Linked DNA regions of Mus musculus: region 2 is linked to region 1. Evidence: chromatin contacts called from public promoter capture Hi-C data. All regions are on one chromosome and are shown on one strand. Each heading gives the region's core, a stretch centred on a gene start, on an enhancer-like site or on the middle of the called end of the contact. The rest is flanking DNA. Distances are from core to core; before and after follow the strand shown.

The links. Promoter capture Hi-C pulls out the DNA fragments that hold promoters and counts their contacts.
Region 2: a promoter capture Hi-C map of hippocampal neurons shows a contact between it and region 1, with 2.9 times the contacts expected there. The contact joins the enhancer-like site here to the promoter of Gjb4 in region 1. A contact is called at or near these places in 6 of 39 promoter capture datasets (the 3T3-L1 cell line, 3T3-L1-derived adipocytes, cranial neural crest and 2 more), 10 of 484 Hi-C or Micro-C datasets (the Ba/F3 cell line, the HL-1 cell line, adipose-derived mesenchymal stem cells and 6 more) and 1 of 9 other capture datasets (embryonic stem cells).

What each region holds. Positions count from the first base shown.
Region 1 is chr4:127,352,702-127,355,396 of GRCm38.p6, reverse strand. Gjb4 (gap junction protein, beta 4) reads left to right here and starts at 1,316. Exons shown (of 2, transcript NM_008127.4): 1 at 1,316-1,364. It overlaps Gjb5 (gap junction protein, beta 5), which reads left to right. Exons shown (of 2, transcript NM_010291.3): 2 at 1-588.
Region 2 is chr4:128,696,875-128,699,569 of GRCm38.p6, reverse strand. All of the region lies in intron 1 of Phc2 (polyhomeotic 2), which reads right to left. Among named protein-coding and RNA genes, the nearest start is that of Gm33712, 29 kb to the left of the region's middle. Within about 2 kb of position 1,334, at least 121 of the 459 cell types and tissues checked have an H3K27ac peak or open chromatin away from gene starts, as enhancers often do. A contact at or near this core is called in hippocampal neurons, palatal mesenchyme, stem cell-derived motor neurons and 2 more, where this site is marked.

The DNA of each region.
Region 1 (2,695 bases), core at 67-2,566:
CAGTTGTGCCTCCCGGCTGACTGGCCTTCGCTGAGTCACCCCTCTCCTCTGTACCTCCATTTCCTTTTCTGTTAAATAAACACACCGAGGGCCACTTCGCAGGGCTCCTGGGAGGGGAGTTTCACGAAGGCACCGATGAGCAAATGCCTTCCTGTGTGGCCCAGGGTGAGAGCTAAATAAAGATAAATGGGTTTACAGATTCAAGGTGTCCTTTGGGTCTTGGCCTTTGTACCCTTCCTGAAGTCAAGGGGTTTCCCTCTCCTCTAGAAAAGGAGTATCTAACTTTTCCTCAGGGCTGTTCCAAAGCTAACCTTTTGTCCCAGCTGGAAGTCTGGGCTGTGGGTGTCTGCAGAGATGATGGAGTTTGGCAGAACCGTATGTTGGGATGGAAAACACCCAGACTCTGAGTAAGCGTGGCTGCATCAGAACTCGGACAACTTCAGCTGAGTTCCTAATGCATTGCCTGTGGGGGTCACTGTGAGCAATGGCAAGTACCTGGCACGACCAGAGTTAGCCAGCCAAAAAGGCCACGTACGTGTGAATCACTGCTGTTAGGGAGTGCTCAATAATAAATGCTTGTGTGAAGTGAAGCAGAGGGGCCCTTCCTTGGGTGTACATTATTAACCTTCACTGTCTCTGCTGGACGCAAGCCCAGCACCCCTCTGTAGCCCCTGCTGGACCACACTCCAGCTTCTCCAGAGCCATTTCCAGCAGAAGCCTAGGACCACAGGGCACACAACAAGGTTACAGGCCTGGCACCAAGCCAACAGCAGCCTTTGAAATCACCAGCCTGCATTCCTTGTCTCCAGCAGGGCAGTGGGCCTCGAAAATCCAGGTGGCTTATCTGGGTTCCAAAACAGAAAATATATATTCCCCACCAGCGTGGCACAAGTCACAGGCTGAATCAAGGCTATCCCCTTCCATAAAAACCAGCCGCTAAGGATCTCAGAACCAGTTGCCTGAGGCCAAAAGAGAGAGTTGGGAACCAGGGCACAGGAAGAGGGACACACATGGCAAGCTGAAAGGAACAGGATCTGTGTCACTAGCACCATCCTGTACCTGGACATTTTGATACCAAACTCCAGCCTCCATCACTCCAGTCCCACCCACATACCTACCAACCCAGACAGGCAGGAGGAGGAAGGCGTGGGCCCAAGAGATGAGCCACAGGTGTTTGCTCTGCCACTGTGCCCAGGGAAGTCCTTCTGCCCAGCCTGCCTACCCACTCCAGCACTCTCTCTTGGCTCATTGGCTCAGAAAGCCCCACCCTGCTGGTAAGTGAGGAACAAAAGCTGCCTCCAGGACGGCCTCAGGCAGACAGACAAGCCGGCACCGGAGAGTGAGGACACGGGGACCCAAGAAGGGTGAGGACCGAATACAGCTGGAGACGGCTGTGGGGGGAGGTCCCCGGGGAAACCTAGGGCTGGGGACTTAGCTTCCCAAAGGGAACCAGGGGTGGGCAGGGACCCTGAAAGAACACTAGGAAAACTCCACAGAGGAAAGGAAATGTGCTATACAGAGGACAGAGGACCAGAGGAGAATCCAGAAGAGATTGGGAAAGAGTAAGCCATAGCTCAGTTCAGCTAGGATCCATTGAGAATGCACTGGGCCTGACAAAAAGCTTTGTCCCAGGAGACAGAGACGTCCAGTTTGCCTTCCAGCCTCCAGCAGGCTAACAAGGAAGCCTGGGCCAATGAGGTATGGGTGATGCTCCCTGCAGTGGAAGACAGAGGGGCCTCAGCACGTGTCCCAGGGATACATGGCTGCAGAAACCAGGAGCTGAGTCAGGGATGGTACAAGGACGGCTTGAGATGGAACACCCTAAGTACCCCAGAGCCAGGGAGCACAAGGCTGGGGTACACAAACATGGCCTGTATGAAAATGAGAGACATGACTCTCAGCCAGCCACTAATTAGGCAGTCAGAGAAGAGGGGTGCACCTGGGAAGAAAGATCAGTGGTGGGGCAAAGACCATGCCGGTACCCAGCCCCTGCCTCCTCCTTATCCCTTATACACACACACACACACACACACACACACATACAACATACACACACACACAAACACACATATACACACAAACACATAATACACACATACAAACACACACATACATTCAAACACACAATACACACACATAAACACAAACACACGCACATACATACATACATACACAAACACACATACACATACAAACACACACATACAATCCTTATCCCTTACATACACATATATACACACACAAATGCACACATACAATCCTTATCCCATACACACACAAACACATACATACACACAGCAACACACACATATACAAACACACACACAAACACACAGATGTACTCACACAAACACACAAATACACATACATATGTGCACACACACGAACACATATACATACACACACAAACACAGACATACATACACAAACACACACACACATACACATACACATACCCATGAAATGGTTGGAATTCCAGAGGGACCAACTGTGGTCCAGATCTCAAGACAATAAAAGAGATGAATAAAAAAGAATGCCTGTCTGTTCTGCACTGACACAGCAGGGTGGGAAAGAGGCCAAGCCACACCGATTGCAGAAGAGCCTTTGTTTAGTTTGGAAAGGGATGTCTCACAAAGTTCCAGAGCCACAAAGGAGTAAGGATGGAAACTGCTCTGAGAAATCTCCCAAGGAGTCA
Region 2 (2,695 bases), core at 85-2,584, 1.3 Mb before region 1:
TACCCCTGCATGCCTGGAGCTTCAGGCCCTGCTCCTTCTGCTCCCTGAAAGCTTAGTTTCTGCCTCTTTTTAGAACATAAACTACTCATGGTTTCATCATAGCTTTTACCTGTGGTCTCTAGTCTACCCGTAGAGATGGCTCAGTACCACTGCCTGTTTACTCGACAGTAGATGCTTTGGGTATACTCATGACTACTGTGAGAGTAGTTATTAATGTCCCATTTTGTCAATAAGAAATTATCTAAGCCAAGTGTTCTGAGGCAGAAGGATTACTGTGAGTAAAGTGTTAAATGATGAGTTTGAGTTAGCTTGGACTATAGAGTAGTAAGATTGTTTCAAAATATAGATATAGACAGAGACAGATGGGGAGGAGCTATCTAATTTATCTAAGGGCATCACAAAACTGGCAGTCCAAAGCCAGGTGTGTTGACCTGGCCCACTGTTGCAGTGACACTGGGCCCAGTCCCTGTCAGAACATACCAGAGCAAAGTAATGGAGATTACTCGGCTGAATCCTCTAATTACTGTTTATCAAATATTTGTACAAAACCATCCTTCTACATCATTTATACATACACGATATTACACATATGTACCCATCAAACAGTTCCAGAAATCAGACATTACCACAAACTCCCTTGTTTTTCCTAGACAAAAACCAAGGCCTAGTTTCTGAGGAAAAGAATGATTTATTCAAGGTAACATGGCTTTGACTCTTCTAGGACCATGGGAGGGATGCCCAGCAGCCAGGGCTAACTGGACTTACCCAGCCAGAGGGCTGGGACTCATCCTGAGGGGAAACCAGAAGTGAGTTGGTCTCCTCATGCAAAGAGCGTGGAACACTCCGGCAGCATTCAACTTCTGCTTCTACAGTTTGTGTGGCAAAGCTTCCATCTCTCCCTCCTCACACGTTCCTTCTGCCTCAAAGCTTGGGGTGGGTGGGAAGCAAAGGAGGCCTCCTGGAGTTTTAGCTAGGGCTACTAACGTGCCTGTCTGTGGACTCTCGTTAGGGCCTGCCTGCCACATGAGAAATATGAATCTGTACATTTCACAGCGCCCATGCTTTAAACATTTATCCACTCCTCCTCAATTTCCTCTTCCTAGTCTCATTCCCCTTTCTCTTCCTTCTAATGACTGCCTTATTCCGTCCCAAGGCCACCCACCCCTGTGGACTCCCACTGTGAACCACAGCCAAGTCTCACTAATGGCTGACAGCCAGAACTAGAAATATGTTTTTCTCTGGTTCCAACTCACTGTGTGGTTCTGTGTGAGGCTGAGCTCCAAAGCTGCCGTTCCTGTTTCAGTCAGGCCTCCCTCCCAACCACAAGGGACCACTTTGAGCGATGTGCTGACTGGAACTGGCTTGGATAGCGATCTTATTACAGGTCTCTGAGGCCTACAGGGCTTGAGACCCGGCAGCTGGAGAAATGCTGATGGTTCTGTCCTTTCAGGAGCCGCCAAGTCTAGGAAACACTAGGCCTTTGTCCCCAGGGTCAGGGAAATCCATTTGCTGTGGATTATGGCTGTGATGGTGTTCCAGGGAGGCAGAGGGGGAAGATAGTGAAAACAGCTCTTAAACCCTCACCAGAGACCGCAGGTCCAGCGGGATGAGGCTTTCTAATGGGATCAGGGCTTGACAGGAAGAGAGAGGTCTAGGGCCCCCCCCCCCCACAATGGCTGCTCCTGGTACCAGCATATTGGCCTCTGTGTAGAGTCTGAAAAGGCAGCATGAAGGGTTCCTCCTGGGTGCCTCTCTCTTCGAGGGGGGAGACAATGATTGAAAATTCAGTTCTCTAGACTGAGGGAGCTAGGGGAGACCCCCTTCCACCTCCAGGTTGCAGGGTGAATCCCTACACCCCCATCCTTCGCAGAGCTCCGGCAGCACTGTGAAGGTACGGAGGCACTGGGCAGCTCAAACCTCCCTCCTGACCTCCCTCTGTGCCTGCCGTGTCTCTTACAAACCTAGATCAAGGTAAAGAGAACAGGGAGATGGCTCAGCGGATGGAATGCGTGCCCAGCAAGCTCAAGGGCCTGAACTTGATCCCTAAGGACCTAAAAAGCTGGACGGCTCACCATGCACCTGGAACCCCAGCACTGGGTGGCAGGGTGCAGAGAGGGCAGGATCCCCGCCCGGGCTTGCTGGCCAGCTAGTCTAGTCAACTCAGCAAGCTCCCAGCTCAGTATGAAGCCCTGTCTTAAAAAAATCAAGTGGATAAGCAATAGAGGAAGACACCTGACAGTGACCTCTGGACTCCATGCACATGCATGCGCCTATACACATGCACTCATACCCCCCCCCCCCCCCACACACACACACAGGAACACATACACACATGGCGGGGGTGTATGTAGGTAATCAAAGAAAGTAAACCAAGTATATTAAGGAAAGGCAACAAGACAGAAGTGTCAGAGGCATAGCTAGAGCAGACCACTGCTCTAGCAAGCCAGACAATGACCTCATAGCAAAACACAAGAGCGTGCGCTCACATCAGCAGCCTTTTCCTGCTGAGGCCTGATATTTCTTGGTACCATAGAAAAGGCAGATTCTACCGAGCGTTTATGCTCCAACCTGGTGCTGATTTGTTGACAAGCATTCGCAGAAGAAAGAGAAAGATTTGATCTTACCCCTTCTGGGCTGGGCTGGGGAGTAAGGTGTGAGGGCGGGGTTTGTCTTGGCTCAGGAAGCTTCAGTCTCA